Regions from separate parts of the Sus scrofa genome. Here region 2 is linked to region 1. The links are chromatin contacts, called in public Hi-C maps. All regions are on one chromosome and are shown on one strand. Each heading gives the region's core, a stretch centred on a gene start, on an enhancer-like site or on the middle of the called end of the contact. The rest is flanking DNA. Distances are from core to core; before and after follow the strand shown.

Region 1 (3,238 bases), core at 391-2,890:
TCTTTGCATATTCATGCCACTGTTTCTGAAGGATAAATTCTTAGGAATAGATTAATGGGACAAAGATTTCAAGTATTTTTTTTTTAACAGACACTGGAAAACTGCCTTCCTAAGAGATGGCACCAATTTACACTGCCACTAACAATCTACATGGGCTGCTATTTCCAAATGGGTAATAATGCCAGACTAGGAGAGAAAGGGATGCAATACAGGTAGAGGAAGCAGCATGAGGCAAGGTGGGAATATAGGATTGCTCTGGAAAGAAGTTAGTTTGGGACGTCTGGAGCATAAGACACATGCAGTAGTGAGTTGTGGCCAGCCTTCAAGAACTCTTGGGTGCTAATCTAATGTATCTGGCCCTTAGTTTAGTAAGTAGTAAGGAGCCATTTAAGGTTTCCAAGTAAGGAAACAACATGATAGGAGCTTTATCTTGGGGAAGTGACGTGACAGGGAGCTAGATGGAATGAAAGAGTAAAGGACTGGAAGGGCACTAGCCTTACAACTGTTGCTGTAGCAGTGAAATGCAAAAAGGAGATGGAAATTGTAGAACAGAATCCCCTAAATAGAGGTAGGAGGCCAGTGAGAAGAGTCAAGAGTAATGTCAAGTCATAGGGACTTGGCACCATTAATAGGATCAAATATCTACTTTTATTTATGTACATGCTATATGTGAGATTAGTGCAAAACAACCACGTCAAAGTACCCAACAAGCGGATGGAGGAGCAAGCAGAGAGGGACCCGAGCTGCACTTGTACACAAAGAAGCCATATTTATAGAATAAACTTGTGCAGGTGGGAAAAGAGGGAGATCACTGAGGAAAAGCACGACCAAGAAAGCGCTGAGTTATTTGGGGGTAACTCCTGAAATTTTGCAACAGGAAGTACAAGTAAAGGCACGTCCAAAGTCCTGCAGCCTTCTGCACCTAGGGCACCTCATCTGAACCACAGAACACAGTAACTGCTTTGACTATCTTCTCAATTCTCCCAAGGACGGTAAATACATAGTACCATTGCGGATGCACAGCAAGTCAATTCACTACATTCAATAGACGTCCTAAGCCATTAGGGCTTAAATCTCTCCTGGAACTCAGGATGAGAAGACTTCTGGAGAAATAGGGATGCAGTAAGGTCAACATGCAAGACGAGCATTTCATGAGTAAGTGGTCAATAAAACTGGATACATCAGTTCTCTGAATCACAAACCTATTATCCTTCTGAGAAATTCATCCTAAACCCCTAACGTGTAAGAGTGTGCTGGAGTCAACACACAAACTCAGAATGGCTTCATCATCAACCTCCACCAACAGCACCCCAAACACCGCTTCCCCTCCAGACCTCATTTCCCCTCCCCTGCTTTCGATTGGAGGTTAGGCAATATAACCATACTTCCGCGCTGGGGCCAAAGCCTCCAGGCCGCGGCACCAAAAGCATCTTATTCCTGCGAAACGGCCCACTTACTCTTACTCCCGGAGACCCATCCACTCGGGTCCCAGCCGCCCGCCCCGCCCCAAAGCACGTACCAGGCGTGATGTCCTCGGCCCCCAGGCCGTCAAGTGGCCCTGGCAGGACCCTGTCCGGGGGCGGCGGCCCAGAGACACTCATGTCCCGTCCGCTGGGAATTGGCAAGGGGCAGCTGTACAGTCAGAGGCAGTAAGTACCGAACGAGTCCAGAGCCTACCCGGACAAAAGCGACGGTCGCACCCGGAAGTGACAGAAGCGGAATGCGTCAGGCCCAAGGCACTTGACCACGGTCCGCCCCACCCCCTTCTTGCCTTCCACCCCTTCACCCCCACTTCCGGGACTCTGCGCTCAAGAGGTTGTCTGGTTAGGAAGTGGTCTGAGTAGAGTCGGCTGTGTAGCGGTGGTAGGAGGCGGGGATGAGAAGGGGTGGTGACGGGAAGGGGCTGCTCCCAGGAGTGTCTCTGAAGACTGGAACGCACTGTGTTGAGCATGGGCGAGCAGCCGGACTTGGTTCAGTAAGTCTGTGCAGCTTTTCAGTTTTGTGTCTGCCTAAGGAAACGCCTTGAGAACAAGGACCCTGCAAATTTGGACCTATTAAAAAGTCAACCTTTAGCTCTCTTCAGCCTTACTAATTGGAGGTTTTCCCGGGATTCCTTTTCCTCCTGTTGATTGTAGCTGACCAATTTATTAGGCCTGGGTTGCAGCATCCACTGAACAGATTCAGCCAAATTACTGAAAACTGCACTTACTGAGATCCTAAGGGATGATGTCACGAACTTTAATGAAAAACACTTAGAAATGGGCAGAAGCAGCGTCAGACCCAATAAAACGCCTCTTTACCTTCGACCCTCTCACTTAGACTGTAATAGTGGCCTCCTAATGTTGCACCCCAAATAACTTATGCTGCAGGCAAGGTGTCTTAAAAAAAAAAAAAAAAAAAAAAAAAAAAAACTCGAGTCCTACCACTCTGCCATCTTCTCTCTAATCTTCAAAAAAATGAGAATTTGGCAGTTCCCATTGTGGCACAGCAGAAACCAATCCGACCAGTATCCATGAAGATGTGGGTTCGATCCCTGGCCTCCCTCAGTGGGTCAGCAATCCGGCACTGTCATGAACTGTGGTGTAAGTCACAGACAGGGCTCACATCTGGCTTTGCTGTGACTGTGGTGTAGGCTGCCAGCTACAGCTCCCAATTCGACCCCCTAGCCTGAGAACTTCCATATGCTGCAGACGCGGCCCTAAAAAGCAAAAGTAAAATTAAATTTTAAAAAAATTTTAAATGAGAATTTATGTCAAGCCTCAGAGACTTGCACCTGTTCCCCAATACTCTCATCAGTGCATTCACACCCCTTCGTCTTTTGGCCTCCTTTCCTCTCAAGATTAGCTGCTTCTTACTACCTGTGGTAAGGAGAATAATCCCCCCACCAAAGATATCCACAGACTTAATCCCCAGAACCTGTGAATATGTCATTTCACCACAAAAGGGTAATTAAGGTTGTTAGTACTATGACTTATAAAATAAATTACCCAGGGTTATTGAGTGGGGACCAACATAATCACAAGGGACTTCAAAACTGGAAAGGGGAGGCAGAAGAACAGAGCCTAGAGGGAGATGTGACTATGAAGAATGACTAGAGAGATGAAACGTTGCTGGCTTAGAAAATAGACGAAAAGGGTTACCAGCCAGGATTGGTGACCTTTAGAAGCCAGGGGCAGGGGAAGGAAATGGATTCACTGCTGGAGCCTCTAGATTGGAACTCAGCCCTCCCAACATCTTA
Region 2 (3,099 bases), core at 493-2,992, 53 kb after region 1:
GCCTAGGAACTTCCATATGCCCTAAGTGTAGCCCTAAAAAGACAAAAATAAATAAATAAATAAATAGAAGGCAATCTTCAAGAAATTTTCTCCCTTCTGTTGACAATGACCTGATTCCTAATCTGACTCCCATGGCTGCATTCTCCGAAGGAATATTATAGACATTCAAAATGGAAGGACTCCCCTGGATTCCAAAAGCAGTCGGTGCTCTTGCACTAGAGGCATGCAAGATTTTAAAGTGTTATCTGGATCTTCAGGGGACAATGGTGTGTCATATGACCTTTGACTGTATTTTTTGTAACTTGAAATTTGGTGATCCATGTATACTGTTGTTAAAAATACATTTATAAACACCAGATAAATGTGTTTGCATTACAATTCAACTCCAACCTAGGGGGCTTGCTCTGAGTTCTCCTGGCAGTGTTGTTTTAAATCTTATTTGAGTCTGAATTCCATTTGACAATATGGATGAAGGCTAAAAGAAAATAGTCAGGAAAATACTTATACCCACCAAAATATATACATACGTTTAATGCCTCTGAATCCCGTAAAACCCATTCAGAGAATCACAGGAGAAGGGGGAAGCCATTTCATTTTCCCACTAAAATTTACATCTAAATTAAAAGCTACTACTGAAAACGTAATTCTTTTAAATTCTTTTTAAACAGAACCAAACGACCAGAACAGAAACCTCTACTAGATCTTCTGTGCTTGGGTTTAGCACTGAAATACCTTGGAGGCAAAAGGACCAGTGGCAATTAGAGCAGAGAGAACACATATTTGCTGAAAAGCAACAGTAAATACGAAGCAGGATATAGAACTGATGACGACCACAAGTCTTGCCCTCTCCAAGTTGCCCTGACTGTGCAGCAAATTCTGTCAGCTAGCCAGAGAAGCAGCAATTCGAGGAGAGAAAAGGTGCTCAGCTTCCCACTTAGCAAGAAGACGCTTATATTCGTTTTCTGCTGAGCATCCGCACGCAACCCAGATCTTAACCCAGGATTCCCTAGGGCCTCCTTCAGTGGGGTGAACTCCGGGCAGCAACGCCCAGCCCTGGATGGGTGGGACCGTTCGAATCGACCCACTTAGCCCGCGGACCCCAGCTCAGTCCGCTCACGCCTTCCAGCCTCGGGAAGAGAAACGGCCGCGCGCAGCCCGGCAGCTTCACTTGTGAATGTCCCCGGGCCGAGGCGAGCCTGTGGGCGCCGAGACCTGGAGCCGGGTAGGCGGCGGGGGAGCGCGGCGAGCGCCCCTGCTCCGCCCCTCGCGGGCGCCCGGGCCCGCGCGCCCCGCCTGCGTGTCCCCGTGCCGACCCCTCCCTCGCGCGCCTCGCCGGCGGCCGCTCCGGCGCACGCGCGCGGTCTAGCGCAGGGCGGGGAGAGGCGGCGGCCGCGGGCGTCCAGCCCCGAACCTGTCAGACGCGGGGAGCCGGCCTGGAGCTGCTGGCGCCTCAGGCACGAGGACGGCCCCGGTCCCCCGCTGCCCGGGGCTGAGCTGTGCGAGCCGGCCCCGCCGAGCCGGCCCGGGGTGGGGAGATGAGCGGCGGCCCGGCGGCTGCGCCCCAGGTAGAGCGCTGCCCCCTTTCGGAGCCCCGGAGCCCTCGCCGTCCGGAGCTTCGGAACTTGTGGGCTCTGTTGGGGCGCCTTTAATTTATAACGTGTTTCGTTTCCCTCAGGATGGGGAGGGACGTATGGCAGTGCCTTCGGGAACTAGCGCTCGGGTGAAGTAGGAGCCGCCGGCCGTCAGCCTGCACCGAGCCGTTTGGCGCCGCAGCTGCTCAGCCTTTGCCATGGCCGGATCCAGCGCGTGGAAGCGCCTCAAATCTCTGCTGAGGAAGGATGATGCGCCGTTGTTTTTAAATGACACCAGCGCCTTCGACTTCTCGGAGGAGGCGGGGGACGAGGGGCTTTCTCGGTTTAACAAACTTCGAGTTGTGGTGGCCGACGATGGTTCTGAAACCCAGGAAAGGCCTGTTAACGGGGCGCACCCGGCCCTTCAGGCCGACGATGATTCCTTGCTGGACCAGGACTTACCTTTGACCAACAGTCAGCTGAGTTTGAAGGTGGACCCCTGTGACAACTGCAGCAAACGGAGAGAGTTGCTGAAGCAGAGAAAGGTGAAAACCAGACTGACCATTGCTGCCGTTCTTTACTTGCTTTTCATGATTGGAGAACTTGTAGGTGAGTTGTGTTGCCAACTCACTTTCCATTTATCTTGGTTGAAGAGTCTTTGTCAAGTGGTATAGTTACACCTGATTTGAGGTTTAAACTTTCTTTTCAGGAAGCTTATTATTTATCAGGATACTGATCTGGTGATGTGAAAAGGCCACACGGTTCCAAAGTACAGATCTACCTAGGTACAACATAAACTTCCAGAGATAACTTTGACTTTTTCTTTTAGTTCTCCCAACACTGTATTATCTATTGTAAGGTTAAGGACATTATCTTCATTATAATCATGTAACTTCCTCTTTAAAAAAAAAATTCTGATAAAACACCAGGTTAATTGTGCAACATTTAAAATAGTAAATGATTCTAAAATTATTTAGAATCATAAACTTCTACAGTATCAAGGGACTTTACCGAACACCTGCTTCACCTTTTTTAAGGGGTCTGAAGTGGGTAATTGAAGAACTACAGCTACAGTTCCATTGTTCAGATTTTTTTCCTCTGTATTTGAATTGTGTTCTCTTACTATTTCCTTTTGTATTTATATCCAAGAAATTTGCAAAACCAAACACTACTGACTAAGCTCAAAGTTTTTCATTGTAAAGAGGATCTGAAGGCCAGAATGGCCCCCCAGGTTTTAGGAACTTGGTTTTATTTTTCATTTTTTCATTATTCAAGTAATATATTCTTACTAGAAAATACATTCTCAGAGATTAATTGCACAGTCACATTAGTGTGAGCACTAACTTCTCTTAGTGACAATTTATAAAGTGACGCTGCAGCAGAATAAGTGATTATTCTCCTGTGTTCTCTTTTTTTTCTTTTTTCTTTTTAGGGCCACACTTGCAACATATGGAAGTTCCCAGGCTAGGGATCGAATTGGAGCTGTAGCCACTGGCCTTCGCCACAGCAACGCTGGATTCGAGCCGCA

What was found. A called contact is a pair of places that touch in the nucleus more often than the background predicts.
Region 2: a Hi-C map of skeletal muscle shows a contact between it and region 1, with 2.9 times the contacts expected there. The contact joins the promoter of SLC30A4 here to the promoter of BLOC1S6 in region 1. A contact is called at or near these places in 1 of 5 promoter capture datasets (liver), 12 of 47 Hi-C or Micro-C datasets (adipose tissue, blood, brain and 6 more) and 2 of 2 datasets of contacts at active chromatin or transcription factors (alveolar macrophages and skeletal muscle).

The regions. Positions count from the first base shown.
Region 1 is chr1:126,183,173-126,186,410 of Sscrofa11.1, forward strand. It overlaps BLOC1S6 (biogenesis of lysosomal organelles complex 1 subunit 6), which reads right to left and starts at 1,641. Exons shown (of 5, transcript NM_001098592.1): 1 at 1,520-1,641. The coding sequence starts at 1,601.
Region 2 is chr1:126,235,616-126,238,714 of Sscrofa11.1, forward strand. It overlaps SLC30A4 (solute carrier family 30 member 4), which reads left to right and starts at 1,743. Exons shown (of 7, transcript NM_001130972.1): 1 at 1,743-2,180. The coding sequence starts at 1,790.